Regions from separate parts of the Danio rerio genome. Here region 1 is linked to region 2. The links are chromatin contacts, called in public Hi-C maps. All regions are on one chromosome and are shown on one strand. Each heading gives the region's core, a stretch centred on a gene start, on an enhancer-like site or on the middle of the called end of the contact. The rest is flanking DNA. Distances are from core to core; before and after follow the strand shown.

Region 1 (5,932 bases), core at 394-2,893, 52 kb before region 2:
GGTTGTATTGGGTGATAATTTGTTTTAGTCGATTGGCTATGGTTTATGTTTTTGGACGGTGGGAGGAAACCGGGGAACCCGGGGGAAACCCACGCGAACACGAGGAGAACACGCAAACTCCGCTCAGAAACACCAACCAGCCCGAAAGGTTGGACCGGCGGTGTTCTTGCTGTGAGGCAACAGTGCTAGCCACTGGGCCACCGTGTCGCCCAATCAGAAAAAAGGGGGAGGATGTGGGGGTGGAAGGGGAGGAGCTTCGAGACGAAGATAACTGGAGTGAAAAACTCAGGTTATTTATAATGCTTCCGTAATCATCTAATAGGGGTGATTACAGAGCTAATAAGGAGCCAGCCGTGTTGATTATAAGCACGTGATCCTCTCGAAATTAGTTTATGAATAAACCGCACTTAGCGCAATAACACATCCTTAAGTTTGAAATGTCAGAATTTTTCAGTTTAAAAGTAAATTAGGTTTAATTGGCAAGAGTTCCTGTGGGGACAAAAGTAACACTGTTATTTATGTCCCACTGATAAAAGCCATGTCTTATTTTTCACTTCCACATCAGTGTTTTGATTCATGTTTTATAAAATTAATGCATATTACCAATAATAATAAAAATATTCAAAAAAATAATAATAATAATTCACATTTTGCATTGGTGGATTGCTTTTAAAACATTTGATGGAGGTGAAATTTTAAATGAAAATGCTGTTTAATTTTTTTTTTTTTAAATAAAAGACAAAACATGTTTGCAGTGGACATTGACAAGGTCATAGTCACATATATTTAAAATGAACAAGATTGACCCAGTAAATGTAAATTATGTAAAAATTTAAAAATGTAAACAGTAAATTAAAACTTGTCCCGCAGGTGGGGTAGATAGTAACATTTACTCCTGGCACTTTTGACAATACTGCAAAGAAAACATGTAGGTTCAGCGATCACACTTTCAGTGCTCATTTGTAGGAGAGGCTTGTGTGTTGTTGGTAATAAAAAATATGGTTTGTCTAACCCCTAATTTGTTCATTATTTAGCCAAAACCAAAAAGTGTTACTTTGTGCCCCTATCTCCCCTATATAACACAAAAAAATAAGAGATAAGTTTACTAGTTTCAATAACCTCAGGTAGACCCATAGCTGTAATCCCACTCCATCATTTAAATTTTCATTACTTTCAGTTTACCAAATTGAGGTTTTTGTCGACCCAAGAAGAGCCCTAACTAAAAATATTTACTGTTAAACGACCAGTAACTGCCATTTTAGGACGTGAAAATCTGCATTTTTTTAATCCTTTGATGTTTCTAGGTTTTCATTGACCGTGGAAGACCTTATTGTGTCGCAATCTGGTCGCAGTTCACGTGCAAATCAAGCATCCTGACTTAGATAAACATTACATTTTTTGTCAATTATATTTAAAACAGTGCGTGCATGTTTCGTGTGTTTACCATTCATCTTTGTGCATGCTAACCTCAGAGAAAACATTTACCTAACAATTTAAACTGTAAATATATATTTTAGCCGGCTCCCTGCCCACATTCCTGACCTGGTTTCATAGTAAGGGTAACACCTATGCACATACGTCATATCAGTGATGTGCACGCGGTATTCACAAAACGCGCATATAAGTTGCGTTTGCGGCGAATCTGCACTCAAAATATGGTAATTTATTGTTAAGGCGTCGCTGTTTGCGAGTTACGAGACGGAAAGATATTTACATGTTCCTGAAAGGTAAACAAGAGTGCCGGAGCAGGTGAGCCGGAGACAGGAGCTGAAGAGCTGGAGTGATTTCTTTTCTGAGCACAAGTAAGATTCAGCATTTTTATACTTTTTCGCGTTAGGAAGTGAAACTGGCTAGTTTAAGGTTTTAATTGTGGGTGACTTGAAAATGTTACCATATTGTTGTTCTTCGGGAAAGTTTAGACTAGCCTTCTTGATTGCCTATTCAGTGTTGCCGGGTGTGAATGTCAGCTGATCTTTGTTATCAGTCGCTTAGGCGTCGGTGTTCTGGTGGAAACTTTCTAGAAAGAAACCCAAGTTGTTAACGCGCACAATTTAGCTGTATTTTCTATTTTTCAATTTTACACAAATTAAAAGGGATAATACAAATTGCATGTTTTATTATTTGATTAATTCATTATTATCATTATTAATACAATGAATAATAATAATAATAATAATAATAATAATAATAATAATAATATAGAGTTGTGCTGAAAAGTTTGTATGCTTCTTGCTGCAAAAAAATAGTTATTTGTTTATTTATTGTACCAATATATGAGGGATAATACAAATTGCATGTTTTTTTTACATTAATTTAATAATAATTACATAAAGTTGTGCCAAAAAGTGTGCATGCTTCTTGCTACAAAATATTATTTATTTATTTATTTATTTTACTAAAATATATTAATTTATTTATTTATTTATTTATTACAAATAATAACAATAATAATATACAGTTGAACTGAAAAGTTTGCATGCTTCTTACTGCAAAATTATTTATTTATTTATTTATTCAAAATATGAATTTATTTATTTATAATATTTATGTATTTACCCAAATGAGAGGAATAATACAAAATGCATGTTTTATTTAATAATAATAATAATATACAGTTGTGCCTAAAAGTTTGCATGCTTGCTGCAAAAAATATATTTATTTATTTATTTAAAATACGTATTTATTTATTTACCAAAATATGAGGGATAATACAAAATGCACGTTTTATTTAATAATAATAATAATAATAATTGTGCAACAATAACAGCTGTTTTTTTTTTTTTTTTTTTTTTTAATTTAATGAATCCCTTATTTGTCCTGTACAGGTAAACTGCTTACTCTTCTTCAGAAAAATCTATCAGGTCCCACAGATTCTTTCATGTTTTTTTCCGTAATTTTTGTGTAGTTGAGCACTTTTCAAAAAATTTTATAATTTTAAGGTCTTTTTTTTTACACTGAGATTGAGGTAAGGCTGGTTTTATATTTGCATATTTAGACCATTTCCTTAATGATATCATCTTATTAAGGTATTCTTTTCTAATTCTAAATAGTGAAAATCATATTAGCAGGCAACGACAATCAAAGTACAAAATTGTTCAGTCACTTAAATAGTGCTCATGTTGTTTTGAAGTCATAGCTACTTGCATGTGATTTCTATACTCAAAGTAGCATGTCACTAGCTGTCACTTAAAAAAAAATGAATATGTAACTATAAAAATCAACTTCACCTTAATCACACTGTGGACTTGTATGAAGGTTCAAATACTTACAATCTGTCAAATTCGTTGTGACTGTTTTTTATTTCTGGAAGTGCCGTTATTAGCTTTGGGCAAGATATTCAACTTTAAAAAGAAACAGATTGTTTTCATTAAAATGTATCAATGTCACTTGAGCAGAGCAGTTGATGTACTTTCTGCTTGCAAATCTATAAGAGATGGATTTGTTTTGAAGGGGCACAGTTGTGACCAGTGCATAGTTCAGTTGTTTGCAACTGAAAACAATTGCAGTGCAATTCTAACTAATCTATTTCACACACAGGTCACTATTGTGTCTGAGTATGAATCCTAATTTAGCCGACATAATATCAAAGGAGGCATGAAGATTATGTTAGTGAGGTCAAAGGAGTAAAATGCAAATTCTTAATTTGCAAGAAAACAATTGTGATTTAAAGGGATAGTTTACCCAAAAGCAAAAAGTTTACTAACTCTTTACTCTCCCTCAAACGGTCCTAAATTTTATTCTCTTGAACACATATTCATTCATTCATTCATTCAGTCATTAATTCATTCAGTCATTCATTCATTCATTCATTTCCTTTATTATTATCCAGCATATGTTTTAAACAGCAGATGCCCTTCCAACTGCAACCCAACACTGGGAAACATCCATACACGCTCATTCACACACATACACCATGGTCAATTTTAGCATACCCACTTCACCAAGCACGTCTTTGCACTCTTGGGGGAAACCTGAGCACCCAGAGGAAAGCCACGCGAACACAGGGATAACATGCAAACTCCACACAGAAATGCCAACTGACCCAGCCGAGGCTCGAACCAGGGACCTTCTTGCTATGAGGCGACAGTGCTACCCACTGCGCCACCACGCTACTGTGAATACTGTTGTATATGTTGTCTTGTCAGTTTAGTGGCTAATTTGTACGAATTCGTATGAGTTTAGTCGTACGAAATTGTTCATTTAAAAAAAAGAGGCGTGGCACCTAACCCCGCCCCTAAACCCAACCTTTGTTGGGGATGTGCAAATCATACTAAAATGTACGAATTAGATTGTACAAATTCATACGGAATAGCTACTAAATCAAAAAGTTTCGAATTGGCATGAGATAGTGTCGGATTTTTCAGGTTTTTTATTTTTAATAAGTTTGCAACAATTTCAAAATATCGTATTTTTGTCATTATGGGGTATTATGTGTAGAATTTTGAGGAAATTAATGAATTCAATCCAGTTTGGCATAAGGCTGTAGCTAATATAAAAAATGAGGAAAAAGTGAAGCGCTATAAATACTTTTTGGATGCACTGTATATAAACAGGTGTGTATATATAAAAATGCCCCCAGTTCAACAACACACCGTTTACATAATTCAACCTTGATTTAAATATGCACAAACTCAATGCTGGGTTATAAATTATTTTTCAATCAAATCTAAATTTAAACGTTTTAACACAACGGTTAGGTTTATCCTAGGTTGACCAAACGTTGGACAAACCAGCATTTCGAGTATACCAGAGCTCAAAAACCTGCATTCAACTAGTGTTCCTCAGGAACTGCCCAAAAGCGCATCGGATGTGAGGAAGAGGAAGAGCTCGTGTGTATCGTAGTGATGTAGATGTGTGTATGTGTGTGCGTGTGTGGTTGGTGGGTGAGATAAAAACGCATTCGCTCAGATCCAGTCCACTGCTTCATGTATACTCTATACTCTACAAAAGCTCGCGGAGGGACATCCGTCTCTCTCCTCACTCACACACATACACACACACACACCGCGAACACGACACACAAGTTCCGCTGTACGGTCAACCTGGAAACTAGAAACACCGCACGTTTGCGCCAATGAAGGGTGAAGATGATGTAAATACTGCGAGGAAAGATGAGGAGGCTGACGGCTCGGGTGAGTTTCTCATTTTGTATTCCGATAACTGACCGCGCGGTTACTATTTAAATAATGACAACGAAGATCGACAGATAGGGTGTTGAATTGCTTCGTGTCTAGCCCACCACCCTGACAACATTTATTTTTAAAGCATGCACAGATTGTTTTGCGGAGTATTTTATTAACAATGCATTTAAGTAATACTGCGGCGGTATTAATAATAAAACAATACCGCTATTAAAATCAGATAAGCTGTATGGACATTTAGCTTTGTGTTTTATTAGATGAGCAGCAGCCTTCTGTGGGTTTAGAGCAGTCACGCATTGCCTTCTGGCAGTCACTCACACTCACTCTCTCACTCACACACACACACACACTGACTGAGCACATGAGGAAAATCCATCAGCATCATCTTCACCTGAGGAGAGAGATGCTGTTCTGAGGAGGTGGTGCATGCATGTCATCCTGAGCTGTCAGATGGGATTTTCCTATTTGTGAGAAAAAGTATAGGCAGGGGTTTTAAAAGAGAAGTGTTTATGGTTGAAAGTTGACTTAAATCTTTAGGGATTTTGTAGAACGTGGGCATTATCGAGTTATTTTCCATATTTCAAAATTCTTAAGGTTCAGCTCAGCAACTCGGGTGAAGCATGACAAGTAATTTTCACGATTGATTGGTCTTTGTATACCACAAGAAAATCATATGTGACACTCGTTTAATAATGCAAATGAATAATGTTTTCCTTTGTCTGACATTTGTCTAATTATAGAGAAGGCAATCAAACTTCCTTATCTAACCAATCTCTACGATCGACAGGCAA
Region 2 (6,589 bases), core at 3,257-5,756:
TATATAAGCCAGGGGTGTCTAAAGTCCTGGAAGGCCGGTGTCCTGCTGACTTTAGCTCCATCTTGCTTCAACACACCTGCCTGGAAGTTTCTAGTATACCTAGTAATAGCTTAATTAGGTTGTTCAGGTGAGTTTGATTAGGGTTGGAGCTAAACTCTCCAGGACCGATTGAGGACACCACAACTCCAATATTAATTCAGGATTTCCAAGTTTTGATTCATTTGTTTTTACCGCTATGATCTCATGTATCTTGTGTGCACATGAACACATGCTGCACATGCATGCACGCACGCTATAATCACGGATCTGCGTGAACAGATGCACAGATGTACAAAATACATTTGTTCACAGACAGTTTATGCTACTTATAAGAATTATGGGAATTGTCTGCCTGAAAATATTTAATTGGATGAAGATTTATTTAGTTTTTTTTTGTCGTACTCAGAATATAAAAATGCATAAAATACATTTAGATCATTTACTTTAGAGCAACGCTATTCAATCAGTTTGTCATGAGGGCCAGTTCATGAAACGCATCAAAAATGAGGGGCCAGAGAGATATGACTTTCAATATGTTGACATAACAACAATACAGGAGCCCATATGCTGTATTTTTGCTCCCTAAGACACCAACGTTGGCTTTTTCTACGTTAAAAAATTAATATATTATATTTTGAAACTACATAACATCACTGCATTCTATGTGGCTTTTTGTACAAACATTCAAATGTTGTATTTCGAAGCACAACAAAATCAGTGTATTGCTCAAGTAGGCTCATTCTACATTCAGACACATTGTGTTTTAAACTGCGTAACAATTAGAGATGCAACGATTATAGATTTTGGTTGTACGATTATATAGTCTGAAGAATAATCATGGTTCCACGGTTATCACCATTATTATGCATTTAATATGTTTAAAACGCTACTAGTTTAGAAAATCACATGGAAACTGTTTATGTTTAAAGTGTTGTTTAATGCTGCTCAGTAAGCAAATACAGCACAAAATATGAATACAAAACAAACACTAGTCCATTTCTCTCTTTGAATTTAAAAATAAATGAAAAAGTTTTTTTTATTTAAACATGAGTGATAATTTTACAATGAAAATAAATGAAAGAACAATGAATAGATAAATAAAAATAACAATAAATTAGAAATCGTATTTGTCTAATGTTAAATTAAGCTAGACATCGATTTTTCGGATGAGACGTTAAACCGAGGTCCCGACTCTCTGTGGTCATTAAAAATCCCAGAATGTTCTTCGAAAAAGAGTAGGGGTTTAACCCCGGCATCCTGGCCAAATCTGCCCACTGGCCTCTGTCCATCATTGCCTTCTAACCATCCCCATATTCCAATTGGCTTCATCTCTGTCTCCTCTCCACCAATCAGCTGGTGTGTGGTGTGCGGTCTGGTGCAAAATGGCTGCCGTCACATCATCCAGGTGGATGCTGTACACTGGTGGTGGATGAGGAGATTCCCCACCATTGTGTAAAGCGCTTTGAGTGCCCAGAAAAGCGCTATATAAATGTAAGGAATTATTATTATTATTATTATTATTAGCCAAGAATTTAAATGAGCCTTTGTTATTATCTGCTTTTATACATACACAATCATTTTAATAATTTGTAATAATTCATCTAACATATCTTTTGTTTACATTGCACTAAAAGCCACGCACAGGTCTTACCGCTACAGCATGAGATCATTTCTACCGTGTGCGCCTAGAGGGCACGAGTGCGTTGGTCCGCTTGCGAGCCGTGCGCACATCGCTCCAAATATGTGCACATCTCCATTGGAAATAATGAACTTGCGTGCGGACAAGATGCTATATTAGTACGGCCTGCTGCTACAGTTAATCCAATGTGCGTCTTTATTAGCCTCGGTATAAACTCGGAACTTTAAACTAGCACAAAGTCAGCGTAACTTTAAGTTGCAGCAGTTTGTTTCATGCAACAGAAACGTGGTGTTGAAGTCTTTACGATTGATTAACCAAAATGAATAAAAGCACGGTTAATATTGAAATCGGCTAATCATTTCATCCATGTTAACGATGTCAGTTCACTGAACAAAAGGCCTTTTCTACAAACAAATCTAAATATTTTCAGGTGCTCACGCCACTCGCTTAATGTTGCTTGAATTACTCTCTGCACAGCCTTTAACTGCAGCTCATGCTGTATTGACCAGACGCACGTCACTTCATAACTACAGCGGTCGTTTTTCAACTGTACTAAATTTTTTTTTATGTCTTGGTCACACTATTTGGAGGGCCAGAACAAATTGCCTCAGGGGCTGGGTTTGGCCTGCGGGCTGCCAATTGAAAAGCCCTACTATAGAGACTTTCAATCAGCACAACAAAATATGAAGACAATCACCTACTTCACCTCTAAACCTTTAAATTCATTTTAAGCTGAATACTAGCATCTTGAAAAATAACTAGCAAATTATTATCTACTGTCATCATGGCAAATAAATTGGTTAGTAAAATAATATGCTTAAAAATCTAATATGATACCCCTTTTTGTACATTGTGTAATTCTAACTCTGTGGAGACATACAGTTGAAGTCAGAATTATTAGCCCCCCTGAATTATTAGCGCCCCTGTTTATTTTTTTTTCATCAATTTTTGTTTAATGGAGGGAAGATTGTTTTTGCACATTTCTAAGCATAATAGCTTTAAAAACTTATTTCTAATAACGGATTTATTTTATCTTTGCCATGATGACAGTAAATAATATTTTACTTCATATTTTTCAAGACACTTCTTTACAGCTTAAAGTGACATTTAAAGGGTTAACTAGGTTAATAAGGTTAACTAGGCAGGTTAGGGTAATTAGGCAAGTTAATGTATAACTATGGTTTGTTCTGTAGATTATTTAAAAAAAAATTGCTTAAAGGGGCTAATAATTTTGTCCCAAAAATGTTTTTAAAAAAAAAATAATAATAACCACTTTTAATCTAGCCGAAATAAAACAAATTAGACTTTCTCCAGAAGAAAAAATATTATCAGAAATACTGTGAAAATGTCCTTGCTCTGTTAAACATCATTTGGGAAATATATAAAAAAAAATAAACAAATAAAATCAAAAGGGGGCTAATAATTCTGACTTCAACTGTATATGCATGTTTTTTGAATGTCCACTTATCAGTACATTTTGGGATAAGGTATTTCAAACTATCTCAGAATTGTATGAGAGGTTTATTCCCAAACACCCTAATATCTGTTTATTAAATGATGATTACGATCTAAACCTAAACACTTCCCAACGCAGGATCATACTGCACTAACTGCAGCCAAGAAGGTTATATTTAAAATATGGCATGGACCCTCATTCCCAGCGAATAAAATGTGGCTTATTGAACTAAAAACTATTTCGCATTTAGAACGTTTTACTGCAAGAATTAACAGAGCTAAACCCTATACAATCAAAGCATGGACTGATTTTATTGAAAAAAACTTCTTATTTAATAACTAGTTAATTCTCACCCCCGAGTTTTTCTTTTTCTGTGTATTGTTATTCATTTATTATTTTATTGTCTTTATTTATTACTGTTATTATTATTTTTAATTTCTTTATGTATTTGCATTTAATGCAAACTCTGGCTTGTATATAGTTGTTGCTAGCTATGTATGCTGGCTTTGTTCTGCATTAAATAAATAATCATAAAAAAAAAATCTAATCTGACAAAAACCTTCCCTCCATTAAACTGCACTTGAGAAATAATTAAGTATTTATTATACTGATATTATTTAAATGAAATCTGTACTGACAAATCTGGCAAAATACTTTTCTTTAGCCACCAGGCTTCAGTGTCACATGATCCTTAAGGCAGTGGTCACCAAACTTGTTTCTGGAGGGCCGGTGTCCTGCAGATTTTAGGTCCAACCCTAATCAAACACGCCTAAACAAGCTAATCAAGGTCTTGCTAGGTATACTTGAAACATCCAGGCAGGTGTGTTCAGGCAAATTGGAGCTTAACCCAGCAGGGACACCGGCCCTCCAGGACCAAGATTGGTGACCCCTGCTTAAGGGATCATTCTAATAGGCTGATTTGCAGTGTATTTCTAAAGTTTAATGAGTATACCAAGATCATTTTCTTTTATAGCCTATTGGCTCTTTTGGTGTTTTGGATTATAACCAAAGACAGCTGCTTAAATTATAACCTGAGTGACAGGCAGTAATGAAGCCATAATTTAAAGTGTTATTATGGGCCAGATGGAATGAGGGTTCCTGCATTGACACGATAAATTGTTCTGTTTAGGCCAATGTTCCTCATTTATAGTGCAGAGAGTTGTTATTGTGGCATTCTTTCTCAAAAACGAGTCCTGCATCACCTGCTCAGGTGCTTTTATGTCACACTCTTCAGACTGAATGTCACATCGACCACTTGAGATATAATTAAACCGTATAGATGCACTCCAGAATGGGGAGACCTCGCTCTGTACAGGAGGCCTGCTGAGACTGTGGACTCGCCTGCAGCGAGATCCGAATAATCGGCAGGTCACCAAGGCAACAGGATCATTTCCCACTTCAGCCATCTGTGAGCCGCACTCCTGCAGGCTTACTCTCCAGTCCTAGCGCAGCCCTTCACCAATTATTCATTACGGCTATTTACAAGGACTGGAAAAGAGTAAAAGTTTCGCTTTTGGAGAGATCTGCCAATTTGGGGCTTTTGTTGTGTTTATTATTGTTAGGAATGATTCCATCTATATGCAAATTTACTATTAAACCCTGGTGTATTTTGTACAAAAGGCCTTTTCTACAAACAAATGCAAATATTTTCAGCTGCTCACGGCACTCACTTAATGTTGCTTGAATCACTAGTATTTACTAGTAAACCCTGGTGTCTTTTGTACAAAGATAAATTTCACAATCCTAGTTTTCTAGCAAATGGAAAATATAATGCTATATATATATATATATATATATATATATATATATATATATATATATATATATATATATATATATATATATATATATATATATATATATATATATATATATATATATAGTTGAAGTCAGAATTATTAGCCCCCCTTTGAATTTTTTTTTTTTTTTCATTTTTAAATATTTCCCAAATTATCTTTAACGCAGCCAATTTTTCAGAGTATGTCTGATAATATTCTTTCTTCTGGAGAAAGTCTTATTTGGTTTATTTCAGCTAGGATAAAAGCAGTTTTTAATTTTTTAAACACCATTTTAAGCACAAAATTATTAGCCCCTTTAATTTAACAAACCATCGTTATACAATAACTTTCCTAATCAGGCTTACCTTCCTAGTTAACTTAATTAACCTAGTTAAGCCTTTAAGGCCCTGTTTACACTAATGCGTTTTCTTTTTATAACGCATAAGTTTTGCTACGATTACGCCATCTGTCCACACTACGCCGGAGTTCTCGAGCGCCGAAAACGGAGCGTTTTGGAAACACTGGAGAGGCCGTTTTCATTCTAAAATGCTGCTGCTCCATTTCAGTGTCGATGAGAAAAAACGGAGACATCTGAAAACGGAGGCGGGACTGCTGAGATTCGCTACCTGATTGGGGCTTTTGTGTCATTGTGTATCCTTCCATTATTCGTCAAGTCCCTATCACAAGACTATAATACATGGCTTTAACGCTACTGGAAGACAGTACTGTAAACAACAACATGGGCACAGAAATGGGAGCGTTGTTTGCACTATTGTCTGTTTTAGGCGCAATTGTGCAATTGTTCATTTGTTACGTTTAGTAACAACTCGACCTCATCGTCTGTCCACAAAAATACCTCTTGCTTTCTTTGCCATTTGTTAAATGTTCAACTGGCGTTTGTTGACTAACAATAACCAAATGCCGAGCGAGACGCATGCTTTCTGTTTATACTAGAACGCGCATGCCCAGAGTGCGTGAATGGTCACATGATATACGTTTTTGGTGGCGTAGTGTGGACGGAGATATGTTCAGAGACGCTAGGTGAAAAGCTAGTGTGGACGCGGATCGTTTTTGATCTAAAGCGCCGTTTTAAAACTAAAACGCACTAGTGTAAACGGGGCCTAAATGTCACTTTAAGCTGTATAGAATTGTCTTGAAAAATATCTAGAAAAATATTATTTACTGTCATCATGGCAAAGATAAAATAAATAAGTTATTACAAATGAGTTATTAAAACTATTATGTTTAGAAATGTGTTGAAGAAATCTTCTTTCCATTAAACAGAAAATAGCTTAAAGGGGTTAATACTTTTGACCTTAAAATGGATTTTAAAAAATTAAGAACTGCTTTTATTCTAGCCTAAATAAAACAAATAAGACTTTCTGCTGAAGAAAGAATATTATCAGACATACACAGCATAATGTACTCTAAAATGCACCTGCAAAAAAGCATACTTTAGTTGTTAAAATATATTTAAAGAGCCCCTTTTATCGTTTTTAAAAAAAGACCTCCTATGCAGTGTGTTACACACCTGTGAGTGAATGAACACATCTAGCTAAGGTTTAAATCTGATTGCACTGCGTTTAAAACTATTGATTCTGTAAGAAAACAGTTAACTCCGAATCAAATGAATGATTCGTTTTGTGTTCGGATCTTTTGATTGAACACGTCAGCGTC

What was found. A called contact is a pair of places that touch in the nucleus more often than the background predicts.
Region 1: a Hi-C map of an unstated tissue shows a contact between it and region 2, with 1.6 times the contacts expected there. The contact joins the promoter of ano1a here to the enhancer-like site in region 2. A contact is called at or near these places in 2 of 18 Hi-C or Micro-C datasets (caudal fin and an unstated tissue).

The regions. Positions count from the first base shown.
Region 1 is chr7:69,391,683-69,397,614 of GRCz12tu, reverse strand. It overlaps ano1a (anoctamin 1, calcium activated chloride channel a), which reads left to right and starts at 1,643. Exons shown (of 25, transcript NM_001161590.1): 1 at 1,643-1,802.
Region 2 is chr7:69,341,523-69,348,111 of GRCz12tu, reverse strand. The region is part of intron 9 of ano1a (anoctamin 1, calcium activated chloride channel a); the gene reads left to right. Among named protein-coding and RNA genes, the nearest start is that of ano1a, 51 kb to the left of the region's middle. Within about 2 kb of position 4,506, at least 4 of the 62 cell types and tissues checked have an H3K27ac peak or open chromatin away from gene starts, as enhancers often do.